7 separate regions of the Mus musculus genome follow, and regions 1, 2, 3, 4, 6 and 7 are each linked to region 5. A link is a contact called in public Hi-C, HiCAR-type, HiChIP or PLAC-seq and promoter capture Hi-C data. All regions are on one chromosome and are shown on one strand. Each heading gives the region's core, a stretch centred on a gene start, on an enhancer-like site or on the middle of the called end of the contact. The rest is flanking DNA. Distances are from core to core; before and after follow the strand shown.

Region 1 (4,186 bases), core at 1,498-3,997, 1.8 Mb before region 5:
TTTTCCTCCTTTGCCAGCAATTCTTCCTATTGCCCTTGACAGGTGGTCTCCTTTTAGGGGCTTAACTAAAGAAGAAAGACACGCCATCAGGTGGCTACTAACTTTTCCTACTAAGCCACACTAAATATACATTTTCTGAAGTATTAGTAATACAGCTCAATTGAAGCTGTCAGACAACAATCACAACACAATGCAATGAGAAACACAAAGGCTGACTGTTCACACATGTTCTCACCATCAGTTATTTCAAAAGACTCTAGGAAGAGGTCATCTAGTCGGATAAGGGCAAGTGCATCCTACAAGACAAAAGGAATGAAGGCCTTTTCAGGTCCACACCCGGCAGAAACAAGGATAGCATTTCAAAACTGAACTTCTCAGATGCTACAAAGAAAAGACGAAAAGTCTGGAAAATGACCCAACCATTGAAATGTCCACACTGAGTATCTGGAAGTCTCATGAGATCACTCACCTCCACCTGAAAGCCAAGAACAAAGGCTTTCACAAAGTCGGCCGCTTTTGTCAGGGCACTGACATCCTTGGTGTCTTTACAAGTCTGGAAAAAGTGGAGATATGGAGGTGATGAAAAGGAGAGCATTCTAACAAATACTAGAAATATTATTTCTATTATAATTTCCTTTACCATCAACCAACCTCACCCAGTATTGTAAGACCCCGTTTATATGGGATAAAGCACTCTCTTTAATTTGTACCAGAGACTACTCCCACTCCAAAGCTGGGCAGTTCTATGCACACTCTCAAGGCAGCCTCTCCTCAACAGGCCGGACATGTTGTGCCATAAAGGATCATTTCGATGCTGTTGTTTCCCAAATCAACAAGTCTAGTTCGGAATACTTACATGCCTGGTACTGAGGAAATCAGAATAGTTTAAGTAGGAATCTTATCTACAAGTAATCACTTGAACTGCAGAAACTACTGTTATTCATAGAATGCCCATCACCGTAATAATAATATGCTGTACACATCTAGCTCTAAGCTTCACTCTGACAACTTGAGTATTATATAGTGTAAACAAATGAGGAAATTAAGGCACTAAAAAAAATCAAACACAAATCTAATTTCTAAAATATCCCTTTGGGTCTCCCACACAGTCCATTTGAAGAGATTACACATTTGACAAATTTAGAAGCATACAGAAGTGTGTTCAGATTTTCACACCCAAAACCAGACCCCAGCAGGGCATGGCAGCACATGCCTTTAGGTCCCATACCCTTCAGATCTCTCCAAGTTCCAGGCTAGCTAGAGCTACAGAGTGAAGCCTAGTCTCAAAGAAAAAAAAAAGAAAGGAAGAAAGAAAGAAAAAAGAAAGAAAGAAAGAAAGAAAGAAAAAGAAAGAAAGAAAACAAAAATAAAACAAGAACAAAGCCACAAAGCCCCAGACTCTGGCTCTCACCCTATGTATGACTCTCGGCAAGTCCCATGAACATCTAGGATTTAAGTTTTCTCACCCCTGCCTAATCCTCCAGCACTCTCATGTCTATGGGTGTATATCATCTATGTCATACCTTAAGGAACAAATGATGTGGTATACGTTAAGCTATCACTGTGCATCTGATATATGGTATCAGCAAATACTAAGAACACAAACCAATGACCCTGCAGTAAACAAGGCAGCTAAAGTAGAACAGAAATGTATAAACTTCTGAAGAGAGCTTGAGTTCTCTTGAAAGCTGACTGGAACTGAAGTAAGAAGACAGCAGAGAAAGTGGCCTTCTCCAGAGACCAGAGCCACCAAAGATACTGGCAGGGGAAAAAAAAACCAAAAACAAAAAAAAACAAAAAAAAGGGAAACAAACACAACTGGGTCTCCTACTTGAAAGGCAGGCTTAGTCAAGTGTCTGGCCTTTATCCCTTAGGAATGCCGAGGAGGCTAGAATACCATAATAAAAGCATTGTGATATGGGAAAATTAATTTGGCACTGACACCGAAGATCTACTGAAAAAAAAATAAAGGAATTAATTTACATTTTTTTCTAAGTGGCACACGTTTCCTCCAAAAAGAGCACTTACACTGAAGAAAGTACCTACAATTACCACTTGTTTAGGCACTACCGTGTATCATTGTCTACTTTTATTAAGGCTGAAACTACGAAATGGTAGGCTACGAAATGGCTACCCTCTTCCTTACCCTGATTTCTACATTCCTTGATTTCAGGTTAAAGCGTATCTGAAGTCCCAAATGTTCTACAATCGGAGTAAATATCTTCATCCAGTTTTCTTTCAACGGTGTGTATCTGTTACCTGGGACGGGAATTTTCCTCGTTTCTTCTTTCCCAGTCTGCAATAAAAACATACACACTCAGGAGGCGACTGAGAGATGCGGGCCTAGGCGAAAAAACAAACAAACAAACAAACCCCCCAAAACAACAAAACAAAACAAAACCGAGAACCGACCCTTTCACCTGGACGCCCGGGCCCCGCCCCGCCCCGTCCCGTCCCGTCCTGATCCCCACCAGGAGCTGATCCCCGGAGAGCGGCGGGAAGACCGGCCTCTTCGCCGGCCGCGCCTCCTCCGTGTCCATGCGTCCGGCTTCTCCATCCTGTCCCGCCGCTGACGACTGCTCAGCCTGTCGTTTCTTCGCCCGGCGGCCCCCTCTGTGCGTGACGGGAGTAAAGCCGTCCTCCGTTCCGGTGCTTTGCGTCTCCATCTCGGCCAAGATCAATCCCGGCAAGTACGACTAGAGGAACACGTGCGTGGTTGTACAGCGCATGCGCCAGCCTCCACCAATCGATTTGAAGACACCACCCCTTTTCCTAGGCGGGGTCCATGCCAGGGGCCTAAGGCTGGATTGGTCCGCGTTTCGGAATTGCTGTCCTGGGATATGCCTGTTTGCTAATGTCTCCGTGCCCTCATACGCTCGCAGCCGAAGCATTCACAGTCTTTACTGTGTCTATGTAAAGTCGTTGTGGTAACGGCAGTAAATTAGCTTGTGCCATGTGTGGAGAAGCATCTGTTGCGGTCTCAGTAGCTCACACGGCATTTTCGGAGGCATCCAAGCCCAACTTGCTAAGGCTTCCGGGTAGAATGCGGCTAGGGAGGGACAAACTGCCCCTGATCTGTTTGCAGTCTGGTTACCAAGTTAGCGTTTGGTTGCATCTACACCATGTCCACCTTCGAGAAGCCTCAGATCATTGTCCACATTCAAAAGGGCCTCAACTACACAGTGTTCGACAGCAAATGGGTGCCCTGCAGTGCCAAATTCGTGACGATGGGCAACTTTGCCCGGGGCACCGGCGTTATCCAGGTGTACGAGATCCAGCGCGGGGACCTCAAGCTGCTGCGGGAGGTGGGTGCAGGCTTGGACCGTTTGGGTTTGCGTGATCTAGGGTCTGATTCCTCAATGCTCCAGCAGAAACAGAAAGGAGGTGACAGATTGAGAAATACTTCAAACTAGGCTCTCACTGCAGCCTCTTCCTCCCACCATCCTCCGTGCAGTCCGTTGCAAGGTTTCTGGGAAGTGAAGTTAACATTTCGTGGCAACGTTCTTGGACCTTATAGGCTGTTAGCAGTTGTCGTAGTCTACTAGTAGATATATGCAATAAACCCACATTTCATACAAGCAAAACCAAAGGAGGCACCGGGATACCTACAACAAAGTTGATGACGAACTAGTAAATACCACATCCTTTCAAGAAGTGTCAGTTCAATGCCTGATAGTCCCAGGCATGGGAATTGCAATGCCAGCTATATCATGGAGTTTATTTTCTGTTGGGGGAGACAGTCCAACAGCCAGACCAAGAATGCATACATACATGTAAACTCATCAAGATGAGTTTTCTAATGTGCAGGTCTATAAAAGTAAAAACAGATGCAGGACGAGTAGAAACTAACTAAAGCAAATTTAGAGTAGAGTATGAAGTTTCTTACAAAAAACAGCATGTGAGAAAGCTCAGTGATAATGGTGGAAGGTAGTTTATTATCTTTTTAAAAAAGAAAAACACGAGCTAGAAGTGGTGTTGCACACCTTTACTCACGGCAATCAAGAGAAAACAGCAGGAGAATTTCAGTTTGAAACCCTATCTGCAACAACCACAACCCCCGTAAAATAAAATAAAATACACATTCATAAGGGATAAGTAATGACCATTGCAAGATATGTAAGACATTCCACAGATTTGTCCTTCATTTTGCTTTAAGGAAAACAGGACACCACTGAAGGACTTTTAG
Region 2 (4,061 bases), core at 787-3,286, 1.9 Mb before region 5:
TTGCCACCCTTGGCTTGCTCAGCCTGCTCTCTTATAGAACTCAAGACTACCAGGCCAGAGATGGTCCTACCCACAAGGGGCCCTTCCCCCTTGATCACTAATTGAGAAAATGCCCCACAGCTAGATCTCATGGAAGCACTTCCCCAACTGAAACTCCTTTCTCTGTGATAACTCCAGCTTGTGTTAAGTTGACACAGAAAACCAGCCAGTACAATCATTAACATACTGTGCCAGAAATAGAGACAAACACATTTGTGTCTTTCCACAAGGTCTTCATTTATTGAAAAAAATTCATCAGACTTTGTGGTTTCAATGGCAGTTATCTGCCAAATATTGCTGAGGCAAACACTCAGGCTTATCTTGTAATCATATCATCTACTCTCAGATCATGCAATAAATATATCTGTATAAACATCAATTACAGAACAGCTGCAAAAAGCAAGAGGACACAACAGAGTTCACAAGGTTTTATTGGTATGATAGACATGTAGGTTTTTTTGTTTGTTTGTTGAGACAGGGTTTCTCTGTGTAACAGAGTCCTTGCTGTCCTGGACTCACTTTGAATACCAGGCTGGCCTTGAACTCACAGAGATCTGCCTGCTTCTCTCTTACAAGTACTGGGATTAAAGGCATGCAACCCCACTGCCTGGCCATCAGAAATGTAGTTTGTTTTGATACTAAATAAACACCTTGGCTTTAGGAAAGATGCTGGAGCAGGCTGTTGGGAGTGTCAATGGTTTAAATGGGAAGCTATAGAGTTGAGTTCAGCTGTAGAGGCCTAAGAGCCAAATGTAGGTCCAGATGAAGGGATGGATGGATGGTACAGCTGGAGGAATAGAAAGATGGACAGTTGACCAAACCTTGTCAACAGTGAGGACTTAACTGAGTTCAAGCCTCAGGGGCAGTCAAGTGTTCTTTGCCTATCAGGATGGTCGGATGATAGATTGGTAGGGGTTGTTGCCATCACAGTGCTAGATGTCTATCTCTTTATGGAGTCCAGGTGAGGACGTTGCACCCTTTTCTTGGTATGATGTGCCTACCACGTTCTTGTGCCTGGTTTCCCAAACAATTGTAACAAACCTATGCGCTGTTACAGTTTACCCTGATAAATTCATAGGGTGCCACCCTTTCAACGCCAAGCTATAAGGCATTTTCAGTCTGTGAGTGGAACTGGATACATGGTAAGTAGCATTCGTGTCCCCTCCGGTGCAGGCATCCCCCATCCTCAAAGTGGAGTCAAAGCTCGTCTCTCAAAAGCTAAAAAATAATCTACACTTACAGAAGATGAAACAGGTAGAGCAGGACATACCCTGACCTTTATTTTCTATCTATTCAAAACCTGACTAAAATAAATAACATAAATACGTTATCTTTATCACATCTCTCCTACCAACTTATCTTTTCCTCTTAAATATAACTTCTTTCCATGGACTTTATTACCTACTGTAGTTTCACTTCTATAGTAAGGCAACTGCCACCATTACGGACATACCCTTACTACATGGACAACAGGGCAGTCTGTCTCGTAGTATTTCTCTTAAAGGCTTCTTTCTGCACCAGCTGCAGGGCAACCTAGAGGTAGTGTCTGTTGGAGTGGGAAGCAATCCCCCACTCTTGTCAGTGGCTCCCAGGACCTAAGCTGCAGCTAGCTTTGCTTCTCCTATTTTTCCAACTGCGCGCTTGACTCCACAGTGTAGACTTGCCCGTGCCTCGCCATAGTGACATGGTGTCACCCCCCAAGAGCGACACAGCCCTGTGGCAGGTCCTGTCATTCTCCCCATTTTCTCCTCCCAGGAGTCTTCCTCCTGCCGGCCTTCCTTCGGTCACATGACAGGAAGCGCGGCTCTCCCAACGTCAAGACGTCTGCCCCCCCATCTCCATGTCCCCCGGCGCACGGTACGCAAAAAGCGCTGGCGGAGCGCTAGCGGGGCTCTGCGAGCAATCCGGTTGGAGAGCGTGTGCACGGCAGGGCGCGGGTTCCCGGATGTCAGCCTCCCGCAGGCTCCGCCCCGCCCCGCCCCGCGCTCGCTCCGCCCTCTGCGCGCCCTGTTCCGTGCCTTGAGGTTGCGGTCAGCGCGAGCCGCTGCAACGAGTCGGGGCCGCCTGTGAGCGTGAGGCTGCAACCCTCTCCTCCCGCCGACGCATCTCCAACCGGGACTCCGCCCGCCTCGCTCCGGGCCCAGGCCCCGTTGCACCCCGCCCGGCGCCGGACAGCAAAGCCGCCGTCGCCGCGTCCCGAGGATCCTACAGCCGCCGCCAGCGCCGCCCGCCGAGCAAGATGGTGAGACCTCGGTTCCCCGGTCGCGCGAGGGAGGGCCCGGGGCGTCCTCTCGGATAGAAAATTCCAGAGGCCTGGAGGGTGCAGGTGCTGGGTTTCAAGTCCTCGGCTACTTGCGCGGCCCCCGGCTCTGCGCGCTCCCGGGCCGCTGCAAGGCCCTTGCAAGCCCCCCAGCCCCTGCGCGCCTCCTCCGGGCCTCCGCGCGCCCCCCGGCCCCCTGCAAACGCCGGACGTCTCCGCGCTCCCCGAGATTCGCCGCCCCCGCCCTCCGCACGACCCTGGGCCTCCGGGCGCCCACAGAGCCGCCGCCCCCGGGCTCCTAAGCCCGTGGGCCTCCGCGCAACCCCGGCCCCGTCGCCTGTCTGGCTCGTTCGGCCTTTTCTGAACCCCGGTCCCGGGGGGCTGCGCCCTCGCTACCCTCCTCCACGTGAAACCCACTTTCCGCCCCCAGATGGGTTTCCAGGTTGGGTTTTCTGAAATCCGGTGGAAATGATAGTGTGCGGCAAATGGCGCTTTATGTAAGACCCACTTCTCCAGAGTTGTGCTTCCTCCCACTCACTCCGCATTTTCCAGCAGCGAGCCTTGGCAGGGATCCTTCCACTTTCTTGCCTTCTTCGCTCGTTTTCGCATTTATCTCTCTGCTGTTTGCAACCGTAGGGGATTTTTTTTTTTCCCGAGGCCGCTTTTCTCTGCGTTGGTGAACATGAAAGGGCCAGCGTGTATATTAGCTAAGACACCGGGCCTAGAGAAATGCTCATATTGGTTTGTTAATATTTTCTTAGTATTTTTATTTCTGTTTTTCCGGTGCTTGTGGTAGTTGTTTTTGAACGATGGCGATTTAAATTTTCCCTTCCTTACTTTCCTATTAATCCGTAGGTGGAATTCACCATGTAGTATTTCTGGCTGACGCTAGGGGTGTGCCTCCTGCCTGTCACCATAGCCAAGAAATCTATGACGCCTTTAGCTTGTTACCTTACTGGTTCTGTAGCTTCACTGGGCCTCCGTTTCGTCTTTGCAATCAAGAATTGTGTTCACAGACAAACATAGCTGCACTGCGAGTTATATGTCATTTAGTTAAACAGGATACGGGATTGTGACACTTACTGTAAACATCTTTTCAGTACATATCAAAGAATTTCAGGCGGATTTGTGATACTTAGACTCTTTAATTGTACAATACCCCCTCGCATGTAAGATTTAAGTGCTTCAAATGTGCATTGTTTACTGCAGTTGAAAACCGATTAGGTGGTGGTGGTCAGAGAAACTGAGGTTAAATATTCGAGTAAGTCAGCTTTTATTTGAAATATCGGGTTTACTGGCATCGTTAAGACCCACTAGAGGGGCAGCTTTATTAAAGTGGTTCATGATTTTGGAATGTAGAGGATTTTTTTTTTCCTTTATTTAGGAAGCTGTTCAGATGATTTGGCTCCTTGAAGGTTATAAAACTTAGCCTTTTCTACACCATTGAAGAGCATTTAAAAAGATCGTGTCTGTTCACAATAGAGTTGTAATACTTTGAAGTTAGGAATGGCACTTAATATTTTTTTGTTTGTTTTGAGGCTGTTTTTCTCTGGAGCTCATTGGCTGGCCTGCTTCAGTTTCAGCTCTTGCGATGTATACCATCCCCTTATATCAGAGTAACTGATGAAGAGGCCAAGTTCAAAATAGACCTCTCTTCCATCCTCAAGCTTATACTTCAGATGGGTACCTCAGGGCAGTTAAGAAGTTTATTCTTGTATCATCTACAAACCTGCCAAACTGGGATATTTTGTAGCAACACAGT
Region 3 (3,887 bases), core at 649-3,148, 1.6 Mb before region 5:
TATTGCACATCTCTAGCTATCTAGTGACAGAAAGGTCTGGGAAACATTTCTTTGGAGACCCAAAGGCAATATGAGTTTCTCTCATGACTTCATATTGCAGTCTAAATGTAGGGCAGAGTTAATTACTATCCTATATGAGAATTACTCCATGTTTTTTGCCCATTAAATCATATTGTTAACACTCAGTTACTTCATTAAAATATACTTTTGGCCACAAACATTTTATTGTTTTCTTCTTTTTAAAAGATTAGTTAGAGTGAGTTCCAGGACAGCCAGGGCTATACAGAGAAACCCTGTCTCAAAAAACAAAACAAAACAAAGCAAAACAAAAAATTTAAAAAATTGAAAAAAAAAAAAGACTAGTTAAAAGACAAAAAAGAAAAACTCAATCCTTTAGAACATGATCTTGGTAAGCAGGCAATACGATTCTGGAAGAGAAGGTTTAAATATAATTTTCATGTTATTTAATGTCATAGCATTGACTCATGCATATTCCTGAAGCATTGTAACTGTCTCACTTGCTCTTCTTCTGAAGATGAATTTGAAGAGAGAAAATGCTGAGTCTGGTTTTGTCATCCAAGGGATGATATGACATGGTTCCGGTCCCTGGAACAGAGCCAGTAGGGTGTGAGATTCCCCATGGTCGTTATGAGGGTAAAGGTTGGTTGTATAATAATGTACCTATTTTTGTGTTCCTCCTTTTGAGAATGTTATCCCTGTTAAGGTTAATGACTCCATGGTAATCTGAGACAGCACAGAATCTGGGCGGGAAAGGTGTCTCTATGTTCTTAGAAAAAAATAGTAAACACTGAGATCTTCAGGACAGCCCTTAGGGCTGTGGGAAAGAACTCTGAAAACATGAGCTCAAAAATGTAATTTCTCAATTATGCAGAATACAAGGATGCAATATGAATTATATGAGGGCTTCCCAGGCCTAAAAGAAAAGAGTCAGCTGCACTGTTAGCCAGCTTGCCAGAAAGACACAAAGGCAGGCAGACTCCCAAGTTTAAGGTTTGCCTGGGATAGAGAGAATTTTGGTCAAGGCATGATAGGAATGTTAATTCAGGACAGGATCCCATCCAGCTACATTTATTTTCTGTGATTACAAAGGTAGACAGATCCCTAAATTCCTTTGCAACATTAAAAATGTGCTTGATATCTTTTTCTAAGAATCAGGGGGCTGGGGTCATGGAGTACTGTTTTGTGGGATAGTCAAAAGGGAACCTGGAGTAAATGACTGAATTGATATGTAAATAAAAGACTGGGCCTTTGTGAGAGCTGAACTATCTAGTTGAGCTGTATGAAGATATCTAGAAAAAGATGTCTGAAGAGTAAACACTGCCCTTGTAGAATGTTTTCTAGCAACTATCCAGAGGGAAGTGCTTTGAGAGTGAACACAACTCTTTTAGAATTTTTTTCCTGGCTTTTTTATTTTGATTGGAAAACTCAAGAACTACTTTTAGAATTTTTCTAACAGGATTTCTAATTTAGTCAGAAAATCCAGGAATTTTTTTCAAGCAGCTTTTTCTCTTTCTTTCTTTCTTTCTTTCTTTCTTTCTTTCTTTCTTTCTTTCTTTCTTTCTTTCTTTCTTTCTTTCTTTCTTTCTTTCATTTTATCTCCAATCAGAAAACCCATGAGCTATCCAGAGAGCATTTAGATTTTTTTTTCTAGCATGAGAGAACAGTTTCTAGCAGTGGGAGCTGTCTCTAGCAGTTTACAGAGCCAAGAGCTATCTTCAGAAAGCTGGCTAGGGAACCATCTTGAGCAGCACTCAGGCCATCAGCTTGGACCCATGATTTGAATTCCAGTTGTTTTTTCACTAGTCTCAAACACCCCTTCTCTTGGGAACCCCTCTTCAAGCTGAGGCTGGTCTTTGGCAGGGAAAGATGCAGTGAGTCATTGGTGCCAAGAAAAGAGAAGTCTGCCACTTTCTAGTTCAGTCTCCATGTAACTGAGGACAGAATTTGAATTAACCAGGCATTTTCTGCAACAGGAAAGTTTCTCTGGACTAGAAAGCTGCTGTCCCTTACCGTGTGGTAGCTGACTCTTTTCTGTGATTGCTTTACCAGTCATGATCACTGTCTCTATTGACTATTTTGTATGTGTACTACAGCTATTTACCATTTCCAATAGATAGTAGTCTTCCCTACTTCAAGGTCAGGACAAAGAGGTAACTAAGTGAAAATGGCAGATCCAGAGTGTAATATGGTAAGGTCACATCTCATCCTCTTTCCTAACTTTTCTTTTAAGAAAAAATTAAATGAAATGAAATGAAATGAAATCATTGCATTTGCATGAGAAAACTTGAGGGAGATTCTTTTTCATGTTGAACCATTTCTTGCCATTCTTTAGTCCACAATAAATTTAGAGGCCTAATATAAAAATTTTATATGAAAAAAAGACAGTTCAAAAATATACAGGGGGAGATGGGCTGGGATATGCTGTGTCTTCGAGGAATCCAAAGCATGAAATAAAGCTTATTTCTTGCATATGTAGATTCTGCTAATATGGCCTTTGGTTCTACAGAAAGCTGCTTTCCAAAGTCTCTAACTGGGCTGTTCAGATCTTATAGCTATGCCACCAGGAGCACATTTCATTCCCCTTTATTCAGTAAGGCATCAGAACTTCTGGGCTCACAATTATCAGTTGAAATTAGACCTGCTCATCGCATTGGCCTTCTTAACTGAAGATGAGTTGAGATATATAGGAGGATATGTAGATAGTGAGACTGAATCTACCATCTCTGCCATAGAGCATTGAGAGAGCCTCTTTTGTTAACTATCAATATCTGGGTGGGGTAAATATTTTATAGATGTTTGCAGAGGGTAGACTCCTTAGAGGGACACTGTACAAGGTCCTATTAAGGTCAGAAATGCTTGCATTAGGAATAGTCTTGCTCAGGCTGCTGAGCTCCAAAGATGCACCAGGCAACACCACAGAGTAGAGGTAGACAGCCTGGACACATCTGTCATATGATTGCCACTTGTAGTCTGCAAGGTTCTCAGGAGATGTTGTTTGCCTTGATCTGCTAGTGAGAATTAAACATGGGCATTAGGAAAAAAAGGCCTCACTAGGCTAGTCATGAATATATAATTCTCATTTCATCTAGTTTTGTCTTTTCCACTCATTAACTCTGACAGACAGTTAATAGCTTATGAAAAATAAAACCTAAAGAAACTGTTCTTTGAAACAATCAAAAACCACTGGTTTACAAAGATTCCATTCTTATCACAACTCCCAAATCTGGTCCAGTAGGAGTCCTGAACACCAAGTGGCTCCTCAGGTATTCTGAAGAATTTGAGAAAATTCTAGAAGCGATCAAATACCTATACACTGTCCTCTGAGTGCTTGCTAGAGATGACAGTTTTAGCTTCAAAAATGCCATGCAAACTGGAATAATGAAATGTTCCATTTTCTTAAATTTCCAGTCAAACGGAGGGATTATATTAGAAGAGAAGAAAAGGTGGAGGGGTTTTAGTTTGGTCTCTGTGATGCTGATAAGTAGTAATTTTTTGAAGAGAGGGTAAAAAATAATTCAGTGCAATGAAACCATTTTCATAATATCTAGGCATGAGTTATAGCTCCAAGTGAGCCATGTAGCCCTCCAGTTCTATCTTTCATGGTTCAGCTCAATATTTTTATTGTGCTGATACAAGAGCAAATATTTATGTGACTTCCCTTCTCCATCAGGCAACTGTTAGGAAGATACCACTATTCAAGGGTCCCCTTTGATCTGGTTTGCTTGTTATCATGGCAATGCTATGCTATGAGAATGTGGTGGCTATGAGAACCAATTGCACCAGGTTTTGGGGCTGTTAATAGATGGAGAGCAAGTGGTTTTTTCACATATCAGAGGAAAGCATTGTTTCTTCTCTGTTATGTCTAA
Region 4 (4,030 bases), core at 322-2,821, 1.4 Mb before region 5:
GGAATGTACACTGAGGATTCCACACACAGCATGGCGATCAAATTAACAAATTAAGTGAAGAAAAGAGAAAATTCTGGAATTCTGAAAGAACTGAATGAAATTACTTCTTTTTCAAGGGGGGTGATGCGGTAACATGGATCTGGAGAGGAAATAGCGTTGAGTAATTTCCAAGTGTGAGAATATCATTATTTTCCTGTTGTTGATCTGCTGTTCGCTTCACTTCAAGATACAATTATTCCTTCTTGGATGAACCCATAATTTGGATGCAGCTTCCCTTCTGATTCCTTGGTGGGACCCTCCCTAGTTATGAAGGTGGGTATGTTGGTGAACTGGGTGTTCACTGGAAGAATAAGTTGTATTTCTTTGCATGATACTGTGTAATGTTTGTTTGTTTTTTGTTTTGTTTTGGTTTTGTTTCTGTTTTTTTGATTTTGTTTTTGTTTTTGTTTTTGTTTTTGGTTTTGGTTTTGGTTTTGGTTTTGGTTTTGGTTTTTTGAGACAGGTTTCTCTGTATAGTCCTGACTGTCCTGGAACTCACTTTGTAGACCAGGCTTGCCTTGAACTCAGAAATCCGCCTGCCTCTGCCTCCCAAGTGTTGGGATTACAGGCATGTGCCACCACCGCCCGGCGATACTGTGTAATGTGAGGTGACCTTTTTCTATTGTTAGGTTGGCTGGAGGCTCAGGCAGTTCTGAGTTTTATTTCCGGGTACTTATTTTGGGGGGAAGGGAGACTTTCCCCTGAAACATGACTCATCTGATCCCGTGTTACCATTCTTCAGTCTTAATTAAGGCATGACATATCCCTTAATGAAACCACAGCATACTGTGCTGAGGCCAATGAAAATCAAGAGGCCATTCCATCACATACCCATGATAGAAAAGCCTATTGTCATTTTGAACTCGTGTTTCTTTTCTGTTGCTCTTGACCTGGAGGGATCTGCAAGGGGTTGACTGGAAATCAGGCAAAGGCAAAGGCTGCCTTGCTTTTGAAGCCACTCCTCATTGGTGGCCAGCAGAGCCCTCTGGCTCCTATAGGCTTTAAGATGAATTAAGTGGAGACCATCCTGGCTACAGAGACCTGCACTTTGTCTCTTAAGCAGATAAAAAGAGGGGTCAGTCAGAAGTAATTCCCCTACTCCTCATATAAACAGTTTAATGGCTGCAGCAACATACTTGCTTGGAATTACTCCCTCAGATTCAATTCTCTTTTCCTGTTCCACTTGTAAAAATGGTTAGTGTCCTCTATAAACTGCAGCTCACAAAGGTACAGGGCTTGCTGTGCCGTTGTAGAATAAATGTTAATCTAATACAGGTTACTAGGTCAAATGCAATCACAGGCTTGTGGGAAAAGCACAATATAGCTCTGCTTCTTCTAACACAGTAAACCCGGATATTATATGATAGGTTAAACACCAGTGAGCCATAGCAGGGATTTTCTTGAAAGTAAGATTTAGTTGAAAGGAGACTACATTGAAAGAGTGACCTAGGATTGACTTTGCTCTCCAAGAGAGCATTCTGAGACACTGACGTGCACTGAGAAAATGGACTTCTTGAAAATGTGTTGTTCCAGAATTCCTTGGTTGTGGGATTAATGCCAGATGCAGCAGCTGTGGCACATCTGAAGGCTTCCTATGTTGTCAACTATGGCTTCAATTTCTCCTCATTGCTCCCAAATCCACAAATGTGTGTGTGCGCGTGCACACACACATACACACACACACACACACACACACACACACACACACACAACACAGGAGAAAGGGGAGGTTTTATAGAATGTTGAAGTAGCAGTGGGTGGCCTCTTAAAATTCAGATCCCAACTTGGATCTTAACTAATGTGCTGTGGAGCTTTTAGAGTCAATCCTAGCCAATTCCGTCAGGATGTCTGTGTTCAAGTGGCAGCCTCCTTACCATTTATATAGATGCTGGTGTGGTTTAGTGTTCCCAGCATATAGTAGTGCTTAGAGGCCAAAGCTAAGATGTACTAGCAGATGTATGATAAATGCTTAAGTGAATAAGTGTTAGATCTCAGGGAGCTGTAAACATTTCTTTGCAGGGCCACTTAGATTTTGTCCCGCACAGACACAGCCTGGGCAGGGATATTTTCATGGGTTCAAGAGGGCACTCTCAGACTCTTACAGTAAGTGTGACAGCATCAAGCCTTCTTTTTTCTGCTGAGACCATATTTGACAAGGTGCTGTAGCACAGAAAGGAGCTCTGAGACATGGGGTCCTTTATATTTATAAATATACTTATAAATATAATATGTTTACTATATATTTATAATAGATAATATAATACATTTTATATTTAATATAGTCTATATTACACTATATTTAAAATACATTATAAAACATATATTGAACTATACTATATGATATATATGTGCCTTTACCAATTGAACAAAGCTCTGTAGTTATGCCTGCTTCAGCTTCACCTCTATGTGTGTTATCCAAATTAGAGTTCATAGATATTAGATAAAACTCTGTGTTTCCTGTAAAGTGGCAGAATTAATCAGGCCTCTAGTTTGCTCATAATTTTAAAACTATTAATGAAGATTGCCCTTGATATGTCAGTGACCCTCCCAGGAAGACTCAAAAAGAGTATGCACAAGCTAGATATAGTTTGCAACAAAATACATCTTTTAACATAAGGGTAATTTAGAGAAATAACCCAGAAAAACTCTGTTTCATTTTAAAAGTCAGCCCTGTGTAAGAATTTAAAAAAAACAAAACAAAAAACAAACAAGCAAAAAACAAACAAAAAACATATACAGCTACTTCTCATGCCATGACCACACATGGTCATCATTCCAGAACCAGCCCTGAGCACTGCCCCTGAAGCTCTTAGCCTGTGTTCAGCAGGCATACATACCCTTTCCCATTTCCCTTTACCCCATCTCATTGTACTTTCTATCCGGCTTGAGGTCCTTGCCTTTGTCTTTTCTTCGGAGACTTGGTCTGATCTTTGGACTTTGTATTATCAGGTTTTCTGAGATTTTCTGGTTATATGTTTCCCCTCCCTTACTGTCTCCAATCAAATTTCTTATTAATTAGTCAGCTTAAATGGAAGATTGAGAGTAGGCCACAATGTTTCTGGGAACCCAATGGTGGAGTCTGTGTGCAGGGTTTTAAAATAGTTGGTTTGTATTCTCTTCCCTTTTCTGAGAAACATTGTCTGTGGTGGTTTAAATTAAAATGGCCCTCATAGGCTCATAGAGAGTGGCACTATTAGGAGATGTGGCCATGCTGGAGTAGCAGTGGCTGTATTGGAAGGCATATGTCACTAGGGCTTGGGATTTGAGGTCTCGGAAGCTCAAGCTTGGCCACTGTCATTTTCTGCTGCCTGTGGATCCAGATATAGAACTTTCAACACCATGTCTGCTTGCATGATACCATGCTTCCCCATCATGATGACAGTTGACTGAACCTCGGGCTAAGCCTCAATTAAACATCTCCTTTATATAAGAGCTGCCATGGTCATGGTGTCTCTTCCTCGCAATGAAATCCTAACTAAGCCAGTGTTGCAGCTATCACCTGCAACAATGTGAGGCAATCTCAAAAACTGGGAAATCAGGGAAAATGGCATTCCACTGGCTCATAGGGAGAGCCAACTAGATAACTGTGACATATCACTGGGTCACAGGGAGGGACAAGATAAATGATGACATTACTTTGGTTATAGAGAGGACCAACAAGATAATGCAAATTAGGAAGCCCAAATCCTGTCATCTCCACCTGAAAGAAATGGAGGGAGCACCCTTTCTAAAACATATGTGGGAGTTGAGAATCAGAAGCACCCAAGAGGAGGAAATTACCTGTCATTAGAGGCACACGCCTCACAGATACACTAAGCACTGTGGCTAGTCTGGGGATGTGTCTAAAGAACCAAGTAAATCTATGACTGTTTAAAAATGAGGTGGAAAAAGCAAACTTTTAGTTAGAAGAAAATACTTTAATATAAACTATTAACATATTTATGCCTTTAGTAATTAAATATGAGCAAAATATGCACACATATGTGAACAC
Region 5 (3,664 bases), core at 1,014-3,513:
GGAAACCGAAAATCACAACAATAAAACGTGCCGGAACAGTGTAGCAGACCCGCCTTGCTTCACACAGCCTTCACTTGGGGGGTGGGGTATTTTTTAAAAGTTATGATGGGAATAGTTGTGCCAAGCAGTGAATTCTGAAAGGCTTCTTATTTTACTTCCCTGCCAGCATGGAATTGGGCAGTCCTGTAAGACACTATGTTTGCCTTGCTTTTCCAAACTGCTAAATTATACAAAAACGAACTGCCCCCCATATATGTTATCCCGCAGTGTGCACAAGGCAGCTTGTGTTGCCTTTTACAGCTGAACATACACATGGACAACGCTGTTTCCAAGCTTAAAGAAAGCTATAAAGGAAGCAACTAATACTCTACTTTGTTTTGTTTTTTTTTAACCTTCACAAACTTTCTCCCTAGAGTTGAAGTCAAGGAAGCAATTGCTATGTGTTAGTTTCTAAGCAGATTCAAAAGCAAAATACACATGCAAATCTCTGGTGTGTGTGTGGGGGGGGGGCTGCTTTCAAATTGATTGCCATTACTGTCTGTGATAAATTCAGCTATTTGGATTTTTCTGATTGTTTTATTTCAAGCAAGTTACTTTTCTAAGATTTGGAAATCTTGAGAGGGAAATGATTTCCAAAGAGAGGGGAATTGCCACTTTCAACCTCTTAAAGCCAGAGGTGGGAAGAGTTTGGAAGAAGGCTGACATTTGTCTGAACCAAGAGAATAAAGAAAAATGTGTCCTCTAGTAACTTTCTTTTCCAAAAGGGGCTTTGAGGGCCAAGACACAAATTATGCAAGGCAGCCTTTTTGTAGACCCCTTTCTTTTAAGAAGCCACCTCTGCGGGGGCATCATTGTCTCAGTTTACTTTCAAGGCATTTTCATTCAAATAGGAATATTGGGGAAATTAGTATTGCATTTTAAAAGTGAGAGCTCTGTATTTAGTATCTAACTAGTACAGAACTTAGCTAAGGAAAAAATCTACAAACTTATTATCTTGCATAAAATCCCATGCAAATTAAAATTACTTTTATAAAAGGAATGTTTTTCCAACCAAAAATTCACTGCACCAGGACATTACTTAGCGGAAAATGCTCCCCATTTCTACTGATACTGAAGATGAATATAATCGATAATGAGGCAAAAGTTCTCAGCTGTTCATTTTCATTAAACATAGCTTTAAACTTTTGGTCCCTAAATGCTTAAATTACAGCACTGGATATGAAGCATCTTCCCCCTTGTCTTTTTTATCTTTTAAAACAGGTGATTCCTTGAGCTTGTATTTTTATTTATATAGCTGTTGGCTAGGAATCTATAGACAACTTGATCACTTGAATTAACCACAAGAAACATGCATAAGGCTGCAAACGCATTAAGTAAAACTGTCGATTTAGGCCGCGGCTTTAGGATCCTCATTCAAAAAGAGAGAAAGAAAAGAGGAAACTTAGTAGCAGTGTCTTTCAGCCACGTTTCAATTTAATCTCACATTTGACTTCCACAATTGCTTTTAATACGTACCCTTTGCGCCATCGGCCTCTCTGGCTCCCTTCCTACTTCAACTTCTAATATATCCTCTTTAAGGCCAGTGTGAAAAGAAACAAATATGCAAACTCCCCCGGAAAAAAAAATAAAGCACAACAATAACAAAAAAAAATCCCTTTGCGTCTCCAGCAGTGTGAATTACTGGTCCCAGATCTTCGGTCTACCGGACCTGAAGCAAGGCGCCCGCGTCGCTGAGCATAAAAGCGCTCTGGTTCCACCAAGACAGCAGTGGGAGGGGAAAAAAAAAGCAGATCTTCTCTCCCCCCCAAAAAAATCAGTTTAAAAAAAAAGAAAGAAAAGAAAAGAAAAAGAAAAAAAAAAAAGAGCGCCCCTCAGACCCAACTACCAAATCTCATGGCTTTCTGCCACTCCAGCTGTCAATCACAGGCGAGGTTGTCAACGTGGTGAATGAATGATCGTCCGTTCTGTCTTCTTCTGGTCAGAACACCTCAAATGTTAATATTCAAATGCACAAAGCCCTAGCGCCCGCTTTCCTTGAATCAGTCCTAATTCCTAATCAGTTTCTCTCTTCTCTCGCTCTCTTTCTCTTTCTCTCTCCCTCTTTGCAACTGCTGCACTGAAGGGAGATTAGAGAGGAGGGTTAAAAAAATGTCTGTCTGAGTTTGTCTTAAAGGAGCCACGATCGATGCTGCCCGCTTGCAGTCGCCGTGCGTGTGTAAAGTGTGTGTTGCACAGGCGGAGAGGTGGATTCCGACCAGAATGCTAGAACCCGGAAGTAGTGGTGGCCATAACAGGTCGCGTCTTACACAATGCATTGGGCTGCAGCAAGTAGGCTCCTCGGCAGGGGTGGGTGCGCGAAGCGAGCTCTGGCCGCACTGGAGAGGCAGAAAGACACTCCACAAATTCGCACGCCCAGGCACTAACACCACACACCCAGGGCACATGCACACAAATACAGGCTGCAGCTCCCAACCCGCCGGCTTTACGTCCCCTTCCAGCCTCTCTTCCCAAAGCGGACGCTTGAAATAAATCGGGAATAAACGTAGGGCAGGCAGATGCCGGAGTTAATTCGCTCAGGGCTCCGCTCATGAAAGACTTCAAGACTTTCCTCGAAATTATTGGGGTCTGCCAGTATTTTTCGGGGTGGGGGTGATGCCAAAAGTACTGGATTCTCTGCTAGACTCCCGGAGGAGAAAAGTCAAAGCCAGAGCAAGAAGAGGAGCTGGAACTGGACTGGAAAAGGTTCCGCTCGAGAGTCCTGAGAACGTGGGGTAGCGGTCGCCCGGGCGTTCTGCAGACTCAGCTTAGAGGTTTTCTTTTCTTTTCTTTTTTTTCTTTTGGTTTGGGTTTTTTCTTTCTTTCTTTATTTTTTTTTCTCCCCCCGCTGTCAGAAGTGGACGTAGGGCCGGAGGAAAGGAAATGCTTGCATTTTGTCACTTTGAGTCCGGACGTCCCCACCTCCTCTCTTGCAGCCCTCAGCCCCAGCCGCCGCGCGAAGTGAGGGAGGAAGGGAGGGAACAATGAGCCGAGCGCCGGGAATGTGCCCCCAGCGCTTGTTTACAAACACCGAGCTATTTATGACCGCTGGAGAACGAAACTCAACGCGGGCACCAAGCAGCCAGACCTTGCGGGCGGCCGGGGCCTGGGAGCCCCGGGACCCGAGGCTCTTTCTCGATTGCGCTACCGGCAAGTTTAGCCGTGCGCCCGGGGCGCGGCGAAGCTGCAGAGCTCCGCTGCGCTGCGGCTGGGGCTGCCTTTGTCTGGGCGACGCCGAGGGGCTCCAGCCTCGGCCTTGCTCGGGCCTGGAGACGCTGCGCTCCCTCCCACCCCCCACCCCCAGCTCTTTCAGCGGCGACGCCCGGAGCCGGCCTCCCAGACCTCCATCTCTCAATTTGTCTATCTCCGAACCCAGCCCCGTGAAAGCTCCCAGTTCCAGAGAAAAAGAAATCCACTTCGGAAGCTGAGATTTCAGACAAAAGCTGACCCTGCCCACAACTTAAAGTCTCCAACCAGCCAGTGGTTTTTAACTTTCTCTCTTGAAATACCACACCCTGGACTTAAAATTGTTTTTTGAGTCTTTTTATTCTCACTCTTCAGCTACTCTATCTAGTGGGGGTTATTTTACTCTTTATGTTTCTGCGCCCGGCTCTCGTGGCTTAGATTG
Region 6 (3,715 bases), core at 419-2,918, 1.8 Mb before region 5:
ACTCGGGAGGCAGAGGCAGGCGAATTTCTGAGTTTGAGGCCAGCCTGGTCTACAAAGTGAGTTCCAGGACAGCCAGGGCTACACAGAGAAACCCTGTCTCAAAAAAACCAAAAAAAAAAAAAAAAAAAAAAAGCGAAAAACGTAAGTTAGGAATGGTGGCACAGTTTGGAAGAAGCAGAAAGAGAAGGAGAAGGAGGAGAAGGAGAAGGAGAAGGAAGAAGAAGAACAACAACAAACATCATACATACATACATATTAAAAAAAAAAAAACCTTGTTAGTGTTTTAGGGCTTCTATTGTGGCAGGGAAACACCATAACCAAAAAGCAAGTTGGGGAAGGAAGGGGTTAGGGCTTACTCTTCCATATTACCGCTCTTGCCTAAGGAAGTAAAGGCAGGGACTCAAACAGGACAGGAACCTGGAGGCAGGAGCTCATGGCTTGCCCAACCTACTTTCTTATGACAGCCTAGGACCACCAGTCCAGGATGGCACCATGCATAATTGGCTGGGCCCTCCCCTGTCAATCACTAATGATATGCCTTGCAGGACTGCCTACAACCTGACCTTATGGGGCATTTTCTTAATTGAGATTCCTTCCACTCAGGAGACCTGTGCCAAGTTGACATAAAACTATCGAACACAGTTAGGAATGATGGCACGGCCTGTAACCCTAGTACTGATAATCCTGAATTCAAGGTCAGCTATATCACACAGTGAGACCCATTCAAAAACAAAAACAACACAAAATATGAACTTGTACTTTTCATATCTTCACACCCTCATTTAATTTTTGAAACTATTTTTCATAACTATCACCTAACCAGGTATCGGGCACTATATTAGGGAAGCCCCTCCAAAGATTAATCTGAGGTGCACAGTTTGGTCCGGAGGGACCCAACTTCCATCAAAGCAAAGAAATGGACAAAGGTGTAAGGAACATTCAGTTTGAAGAAGCCTAATCTAGACAAAATGCCAGGGCCTTCGACTCCAATCTTGCCACCTTGGCGGGAGACCTTTAAGTTCTTTGCCTAGCATGGCTGTCCACTCTGAGAGGCTCTACCAACAGCTGATTGAGAAAGAGGCAGATACTTACACCCAACCATTGTCGGACTGAGGTTAGAGACCCCTACGGTTGGATTAGAGGAAGGGTTGAAGGAGCTGAAGGGGAGGGTGACCCCATAGGAAGATCAGCAGTCTCAACCAACCCGGACCCCGGGGGGCTCCCAGAGGCTGAGCCAACAACCAGGCAGCATACATGGGCTGAGCCAAGTGCCACCCATTCCCCAGCCTCCTGGGACCTATGTAGCAGAGGTCTGCTTAGTCTGGCTTCAGTTGGAGAAGATGGGTCCAATTCCCAAGGGTCTTGAGGCCCCAATAATGGGGGATGGGGAGATAGATGATGGGGAGCAGAATGGTGTGAGGAACTGGGTGGGGGACCGGGAGGGGGGTAACGCCTGGAATGTAAATAAATAGTTAATTAAAAAATGTGTCAAAAAGAGAAAGAGAGAGAGGGGGGAGGGAGGGAGGGAGGAAGGAAGGAAGGAAGGAAAGAAGGAAAGAAAGAAAGACAGACAGACAGACAGAAGAAAGAAAGAAAGACAGACAGACAGACAGACAGACCACTGCACTTAGCTCCTGGATGGACAGAGGCGGGGCAAGCCTCGGGACTGAAGTGCGCACGCGCACGACCGGGAGAGACGCACGGGCGGCAGGCAGAAGCCGTGTCATGGCGTCATCATCGTGCGACCTATTTCCCGGAGACAGGCGTCCACGGTATTGAGGTATTGTGCAGAACCGCGTTCGGGTGCTTGTCGTGCTCCCGTCACAGTCTCTTTTCCCGCACCCCGGGATCACGTCCGTCCTGTGGCCGACTGGGAGGAGCCGAGCGGGACTGCTCGCTTCTAGCGTAGTCCCTGCAGTGGCGGCTCTCGGGCTTTGCTTTGGCCTTTAGTTTCTCTGTCAATACCGTCTTCATTTCGCTGCCACTGTTAACGTTGCCTTTCAGAGGTTGAAAAGCGACAAGTAAAACACCCAACGCCATCAGCTTCTAGCTGATTCCAAATCTAAACGGAGACAAAATGGAAGGTGGAAAAAGTAACTTTGCGTGCAGCCCTTCCTGTTCCGCCCAAGGTCGGAATGCTTGCGGTGGCAGTGTTAGCCCTTTTGAAACAAGGGTTTCCTTAATTTTACTTTTTCTTTTCCGAGACACAGTTTCTCAGTATAGCCCTGGCTGTCCTGGAACTCGATCTGTAGAACAGGCTGGCCTCGAACTCCGAGATCAGCCTCCCTCTCTTAGGTGTTAGGATTAAAGGCGTGGGAAACCGGGCCGGGCCGGCAGCTTTCTGCTGTAGCGGATTGTATTAAGAGGAATTTTTCAGTGTCATCTGGGAAAATTTCATCGTGGCTCAAATTTCTGTTGGAAGATAGCGTTAATGACTTAAAATGTGTTGACTACAATTTAGTTTTGGCTTGGAAAAGGTGTATTTGCCCTGGTGAGATGTCTGTGGTGTAATTATTAACCTGTTTGGACTAAGAGTAGACAGAACTAAGTATCAACGTTAGTTTTTATTTATAAATGACAGCTATCCTTATTGAACTTTAGAAAACTACTTCTGGATGGTGGAATTGATAGACTGAATTGTTTTGTTACAAGATAAGATGACAGTGTGAACAGTTTTTGTTGTTTTCTAGTAATAGAAGTGAAATTCCCAAATCAGAGATGTTGTGGATGCTTTCCGGTACCTATAGGGATGCAGTTTTCTCTTGTTTTTAACTTTGAAAAGTTCTATGGGTAAACAGTAGCACTTGTTTGCAAGCATTTGACTCTTCATGTATGGCTCTGAATAGTCTACAGTGGATTACCTCTTTGTTATTTCCACTTTCTTAAATAATAACTAATATTATGAACTAGTACTTTGAGCATTCTACTAATGGAGTATAGCTTTAAGAGTTTTATTGATATTTATTTTGTCTACATCACAACCTTATGTATTATTATTACTTTAGAGGTAATTGTAAAAACAAGCCCCACATTTTTGAGAAGATAGTTTTTGCTGCTTTCTTTCTTTCATTTTGAAAACATGTTGAAGTAAGCATTAAATTAGAAGTTGATTCTGGTGTGGCTCCAGTCTTAACAGGTCCTTGTAATTTATGTACTTTAAAATGTTTCTATTTATTCATGTGTTTGTGCTCATGTCTCTTTCTGTGTATTTGTCACATGTGTGTGGGTGTCAGCAGAGGCCAGAGGACCCAGTGGAGCTGGACTTACAGATGGTTGTGAGCTGCCCAAACTGGCTGCTGGAAACCAAGCTTGGGTTCTCTGGAAGATGAGAAGTGCTCTTAACTGCTGAGCCATCTCTCCAGCCTTGTAATTTATATAATTTTTATTGCTAGACTTTTGCACATGTATTTTTGTGTGTTTATGTGTGGTTTCATGCAGGTGTGTGTTCTCATGTGAGTGTATGTGCTTATGTGTGTACGTAGAAGCCCAGCGATGCTGTTTTTCTCTATTGTTCTCCACTTTGTTTATTGAGGCAGGGTTTCTTATTGAAGCTGGGAGTCATTGACTCCAGCCAGTCCAGCTAGACTGCTAGGGGATTCCATGTTTTGGTACCCTCCACACACAGGAGATCTGAATTCCAGTCTTCAAGCTTGGTGATGGTGGTGGTGGTGGTGGTGGTGGTGGTGGTGGTGGTGGTGGTGTGTGTGTGAGCGCG
Region 7 (4,255 bases), core at 682-3,181, 1.4 Mb before region 5:
CTTGTATACTTCTTGCCCCTCTTTACGTTTCCCTGAGCCTCAGAAGAGGATGTATAAATGACTTGTTAAGGGGTGGACCCAGCATCTGTCACTTACTTTCTGCATCTTGGGAAGCTACTGAGTCTCTGAATTTAACATCTTGTTGTAAAGAAAACTTCCTCTAATGCTGGAAGCTACTTTTGTTTCTGTGTATATGCACTGGTACTGAGAAGGCAGTTTGCTGCAGAATCAATTTAGTCAATTACCAGAAATGTGCCCCCAATGGACTTACAGCCTCCTTATCTGGTAGTTTTCTAGGCTTCCAGTACCAGGCATTGCTTACCTGTTTCTGGCATGGTTTTGAATCCGTTCAAGAGGTAGCTAGCTTCCTCCATAACAATCAAAACACTTTGAACAGATCAGCACATCTTGCTTTACATAGGGTTTCATGATACCTCCTTTATGTGAATTAATTGTCACCCCACCCTGTGCCCTCCCCTCCATAATCCCTGACTCTCCCTGTCTTACCTTTTCACTTGCAGTGCCCCTCCTTTTTACTTTCCTCTACCTATGTTATACTGTTTCATCTCTCTCCCTTAAGATAACCCCTCCCTTCCCCCTCCTACCCTATATTCTTCTCTCCTCCCCTGTTCCCTTTCTTGCTTTCTGGATTCCACAAATATTATGTATTAGACACACTGAACTAAAGAGTCAGGACTAATGTCTTCACATGAGAGAAAACATAGCATTTGCCTTTGGGACTTGAGTTACCTCACCCAGAATATCTATTTCACCTCCATCCATTTCCCTGAAATTTTCACTTTTTCTTGCAGGTGAACAGTATTCCATTTGTGTACTACATCTTCATTATTCACCGATCAAGTGAAAGATATCTAAGCTGTGTCCACCCAGGAGTGCTATAGTTGGTTCATATGGTAGTATTTATTTATTTATTTATTTATTTATTTATTTATTTATTTAATTTATTTATTTATGTTGCTCATTTGTTTCAGAAACCTCCAAACTGAGTTCCAAAGTGGCTCTACAAGTTTTCACTCCCACCAACAGTGTATAAAGATTCCTTTCTACACATCTGCAAAGACATTTGTTGTTATTGGTGTTCTTTATGATGGGCATCTGGAATGTCATGAGATGGAATCTTAAAACGTGTGTGGGTGGGTACATGTGTGGTGTGTGTGTGTGTGTGTGTGTGTGTGTGTGTGTGTGTGTGTGTGTAGGTGATGCCTAGGGAGGTCTTGTCTAGGGAGGTGACACCTATGGAGATGATGCCTAGAGAGGTGATGCCTAGGGAGGTCTTGTCTAGGGAGGTGACACCTATGGAGATGATGCCTAGAGAGGTGATGCCTAGGGAGGTCTTGTCTAGGGAGGTGACACCTATGGAGATGATGCCTAGAGAGGGGACGCCTAGGGCGGTGACCCCTAGGGAGGTGATGCTTAGAGGGGAGGTGGGGTCGTCAGCTTTTTATTCTGCTCGAGAAAAGACTTCTTCTATCCAAATGAAAATGTCCTGTGGAAAGTCATTCAAAAGTATCAGGAACCTGTGAGGCTACTGAAATATGTTTTCTTTCCTTGAAGACTTTCCTTCTCTGCATTGGCCTCTCAGGCCTCTCAGTGCACATTCCCCCTGGCCAGCTGTTTCTCACAGACACAGGAAAGGCTGGCCACATACACAGCTCCTCTTTGCCTTCTGCCAGTGTGCTACTTGTTTTTCCCCCCCTGAATACAGGTTTGTTTTGTTTTGTTTTAAGGCAGAAGAATCTTCATGGACCATTTCTTCCTACTTTCCTAGAAACAAAGGCTGACCCAAGGGAGGGAGTGTGAGAGAGGAGACTCACACAGAAAGTCACTTCTCAGCATCCACCAAGGAAAGTGCTGACCTAGTGGAGGGGCACTGGGATTTGGAGTCAGTGCTCCAAGCAGCTGTGCAGCTGCATATGAACATTAATCACACAGCTTCCTCAGCACCAGGCAGACTGGGACTTCTGTGATCAAGGGCTCACTATAAAAACATGTAGCTCTCTCTCTCTCTCTCTCTCTCTCTCTCTCTCTCTCTCTCTCTCTCTCTCTCTCTCTCTCTCTCCCTCCCTCCCTCCCTCCCTCCCTCCCTCCCTCCCTCGTCCCCTCCTCAGCTTCATCCACCCACTCTACCTCACCATGTCCTTTTTAAAATGAGCAGATGCTTTTCACTTCCCCCCAAATGCTATTATTTTCCTGTTCTTTCTACTTTCCCAGTTGAAGTGCAACAGATGTTTCAAAAGGGTTCAGAACAAAATTCCTCATTAGGGACCATGACAAATAAATCATGTCCCTAAGAGCACAGCTCCAGTTTGCTCAGATCTTGGTAGAATTTTTTCCTAGGGTGAGAAGTGGAAGAAGAATCTATAATAAAACAATAACCAAAAAAACCCCATAATAATAATCACATTTATTAACTAGGCTAGGAGTTGCTGCTAGTGAAATAACAGATGGGAATCTGTTATTTCATTCCACACTTGCAGCCCACCCTCCAGGACAGGTATTAGCATTACCACCTCCATTTAAATTACAAGATATTGAAGTAGAAACAGGGTTGGGGAATTAAGAAAAAGAAATTAAACTGATGTCAACTGAAGAGTTTGACTGAATCATGGAATGCTACAATTCCCATGCACATGCCCCCTTGCATTTCAATAATAAAACGAGCTTTGTAAGTGTTGACAGTAAGAGGATTCCTACTATCAAGGTGGTTTGGACTTGAACTTTTCCTCCATTATTCATATAAATTTTCAAGGTTGTCTTAAATATCTCCATTTACCTTTTTTTCCCTCAATTTGTTTATTAAGTGTTTTTTTTCAAACATTAATGGTAGCAATATAGCTAGCAGCAGACTTTTAGAATAAAGCAGATTTCACTGTAGCCCCTTGCTGTACTTATATTCACAAGTTTGGAATACATGTCTGACACCGCATGAGCATTTTCATCAAGTCTCTAAAGCAAATATTTCTTAAATCAGATAGAAGCCGATAATAACTATAGCTACAGTTTATCAGAAGAGGGTGTTAGGGTGAAAAGACAAAGATTTTGTATTCCTCATCTCCCCTGTACTCCAGTCTTTCAGTCTCTCTCAGATTTCTGAAATAAAATCCCCTCAACAATAACTTTCCTAACCATTCTATTTGAAATTGCTATATATCAAGTAATGAGCTGGCTAGTTTTGTGTCAACTTGACACAGCTGGAGTTATCGCAGAGAAAGGAGCTTTAGTTGGGGAAATGGCTCCACGAGATCCAGCTGTAAGGCATTTTCTCAATTAGTGATCAAGGAGGGAGGTCCCCTTGTGGGTGGGACCATCTCTGGGCTGGCAGTCTTGGTTCTATAAGAGAGCAGGCTGAGCAAGCCAGGGGAGGCAAGCCAGTAAAGAACATCCTTCCTTGGCCTCTGCATCAGCTCCTGCTTCCTGAGTGGCTTGAGTTCCAGTCCTGACTTCCTTTAGTGATAAACAGCAGTATGGAAATGTAAGCTGAATAAACATTTTCCTCCCCAACTTGTCTCTTGGTCATGATGTTTGTGCAGGAATAGAAACCCTGACTAAGACCTGAGCCAACTGGTCAACCTGCTTATTATTGATTTCTTTCCGTTTTGGAAGGTGCAATGTCCCAAGATTCTAAAACAGGATTTAGACTGAAGCAGAAAATATTAAAAATAGTTTCTGAATGGACAAGAAGTCAGGAAAAAGTCACAAACTGGAACAAAATGCCTTGAGGAGAATCAGAATGGTATTAAAGGGTCTCCACATACAAAAGTTTAAGGATTCTAGTCTTCAGATTGCTCACTGACCAAGATTCTGGTCTTCTTTCAAAGGTCAGTTTTCTAATCATGATACTAACAGTCATGTGTACATATGTGAACTTCCTTCCAGAAGACGATGAGAATAAATATAATAGCCACATTTCTCAGGGCAGCAGCATAATTTTTCATTATTGTACAAAGCTGACAGCTGAAGCCTGAAGCTTGAAGGAACCAGGAGGGTAGGAAGGCAGAGAAAAGTTCCTTTCCACGTGTTGTCTGGCTCTTAGTGTTACTGTTGCTGCTGCTATTTGAATCATCGATACAGAGTACAGATCGTTAGTGATCCAGAATCCAAACGATAAGGAAAACCTTCTTAGGTGCTTATTATAGTACTTATTGTTAAACTGAAGCCTGGCATGACTAGAGGTGCCTTTGAAGCCATCAAAGTGGTATTGTTCTTAGACTCTCTTAGAGCATGTAGCTTGCCA

What was found. Promoter capture Hi-C pulls out the DNA fragments that hold promoters and counts their contacts. Hi-C and Micro-C count contacts between places; a contact is called where the count stands out from the background. HiCAR-type assays count read pairs that join an accessible place to other places. HiChIP or PLAC-seq counts read pairs in DNA pulled down with a chosen protein or histone mark. Capture Hi-C pulls out chosen DNA fragments and counts their contacts.
Region 1: a promoter capture Hi-C map of liver shows a contact between it and region 5, with 5 times the contacts expected there. The contact joins the promoter of Pno1 here to the promoter of Meis1 in region 5. A contact is called at or near these places in 6 of 39 promoter capture datasets (3T3-L1-derived adipocytes, embryonic stem cells, hippocampal neurons and 2 more), 1 of 484 Hi-C or Micro-C datasets (muscle stem cells), 12 of 115 datasets of contacts at active chromatin or transcription factors (the NIH/3T3 cell line, acute myeloid leukemia, astrocytes and 8 more) and 2 of 9 other capture datasets (embryonic stem cells and liver).
Region 2: a promoter capture Hi-C map of pre-B cells shows a contact between it and region 5, with 10 times the contacts expected there. The contact joins the promoter of Ppp3r1 here to the promoter of Meis1 in region 5. A contact is called at or near these places in 4 of 39 promoter capture datasets (hippocampal neurons, liver and pre-B cells), 2 of 484 Hi-C or Micro-C datasets (muscle stem cells and rod photoreceptor), 3 of 115 datasets of contacts at active chromatin or transcription factors (acute myeloid leukemia, astrocytes and cardiomyocytes) and 2 of 9 other capture datasets (adipose tissue and liver).
Region 3: a contact with region 5 is called in a HiCAR-type map of astrocytes, with 5 times the contacts expected there. The contact joins the enhancer-like site here to the promoter of Meis1 in region 5. A contact is called at or near these places in 5 of 39 promoter capture datasets (cranial neural crest, hippocampal neurons, liver and 2 more), 4 of 115 datasets of contacts at active chromatin or transcription factors (astrocytes, embryonic limb bud, forebrain and 1 more) and 3 of 9 other capture datasets (adipose tissue, embryonic stem cells and liver).
Region 4: a Hi-C map of uterus shows a contact between it and region 5, with 3 times the contacts expected there. The contact joins the enhancer-like site here to the promoter of Meis1 in region 5. A contact is called at or near these places in 2 of 39 promoter capture datasets (hippocampal neurons and maxillary cranial neural crest), 1 of 484 Hi-C or Micro-C datasets (uterus) and 1 of 9 other capture datasets (embryonic stem cells).
Region 6: a contact with region 5 is called in a promoter capture Hi-C map of liver, with 10 times the contacts expected there. The contact joins the promoter of C1d here to the promoter of Meis1 in region 5. A contact is called at or near these places in 12 of 39 promoter capture datasets (the 3T3-L1 cell line, the C10 cell line, HPC-7-derived erythroid cells and 8 more), 5 of 484 Hi-C or Micro-C datasets (embryonic fibroblasts, embryonic stem cells, liver and 2 more), 14 of 115 datasets of contacts at active chromatin or transcription factors (the NIH/3T3 cell line, acute myeloid leukemia, astrocytes and 11 more) and 3 of 9 other capture datasets (embryonic stem cells, liver and macrophages).
Region 7: a contact with region 5 is called in an H3K4me3 HiChIP or PLAC-seq map of neural tube, with 10 times the contacts expected there. The contact joins the enhancer-like site here to the promoter of Meis1 in region 5. A contact is called at or near these places in 9 of 39 promoter capture datasets (the 3T3-L1 cell line, the C10 cell line, cranial neural crest and 5 more), 2 of 115 datasets of contacts at active chromatin or transcription factors (forebrain and neural tube) and 1 of 9 other capture datasets (embryonic stem cells).

The regions. Positions count from the first base shown.
Region 1 is chr11:17,208,842-17,213,027 of GRCm38.p6, forward strand. It overlaps Pno1 (partner of NOB1 homolog), which reads right to left and starts at 2,748. Exons shown (of 7, transcript NM_025443.2): 1 at 2,472-2,748; 2 at 2,147-2,296; 3 at 470-553; 4 at 236-296; 5 at 1-65. The coding sequence starts at 2,666. It overlaps Wdr92 (WD repeat domain 92), which reads left to right and starts at 3,052. Exons shown (of 8, transcript NM_178909.4): 1 at 3,052-3,305. The coding sequence starts at 3,123.
Region 2 is chr11:17,157,262-17,161,322 of GRCm38.p6, forward strand. It overlaps Ppp3r1 (protein phosphatase 3, regulatory subunit B, alpha isoform (calcineurin B, type I)), which reads left to right and starts at 2,037. Exons shown (of 6, transcript NM_024459.2): 1 at 2,037-2,281. The coding sequence starts at 2,279.
Region 3 is chr11:17,420,198-17,424,084 of GRCm38.p6, forward strand. No RefSeq gene overlaps it. Among named protein-coding and RNA genes, the nearest start is that of Gm31268, 97 kb to the left of the region's middle. Within about 2 kb of position 1,899, at least 2 of the 459 cell types and tissues checked have an H3K27ac peak or open chromatin away from gene starts, as enhancers often do. A contact at or near this core is called in astrocytes, where this site is marked.
Region 4 is chr11:17,602,365-17,606,394 of GRCm38.p6, forward strand. No RefSeq gene overlaps it. Among named protein-coding and RNA genes, the nearest start is that of Gm31268, 280 kb to the left of the region's middle. Within about 2 kb of position 1,572, at least 6 of the 459 cell types and tissues checked have an H3K27ac peak or open chromatin away from gene starts, as enhancers often do. A contact at or near this core is called in uterus, where this site is marked.
Region 5 is chr11:19,016,706-19,020,369 of GRCm38.p6, forward strand. It overlaps Meis1 (Meis homeobox 1), which reads right to left and starts at 2,264. Exons shown (of 12, transcript NM_010789.3): 1 at 1,516-2,264. The coding sequence starts at 1,527. It overlaps Gm16141 (a long non-coding RNA gene), which reads left to right. Exons shown (of 3, transcript XR_381070.4): 3 at 1-1,625.
Region 6 is chr11:17,255,879-17,259,593 of GRCm38.p6, forward strand. C1d (C1D nuclear receptor co-repressor) reads left to right here and starts at 1,669. Exons shown (of 5, transcript NM_020558.4): 1 at 1,669-1,780.
Region 7 is chr11:17,628,095-17,632,349 of GRCm38.p6, forward strand. No RefSeq gene overlaps it. Among named protein-coding and RNA genes, the nearest start is that of Gm31268, 310 kb to the left of the region's middle. Within about 2 kb of position 1,932, at least 13 of the 459 cell types and tissues checked have an H3K27ac peak or open chromatin away from gene starts, as enhancers often do. A contact at or near this core is called in neural tube, where this site is marked.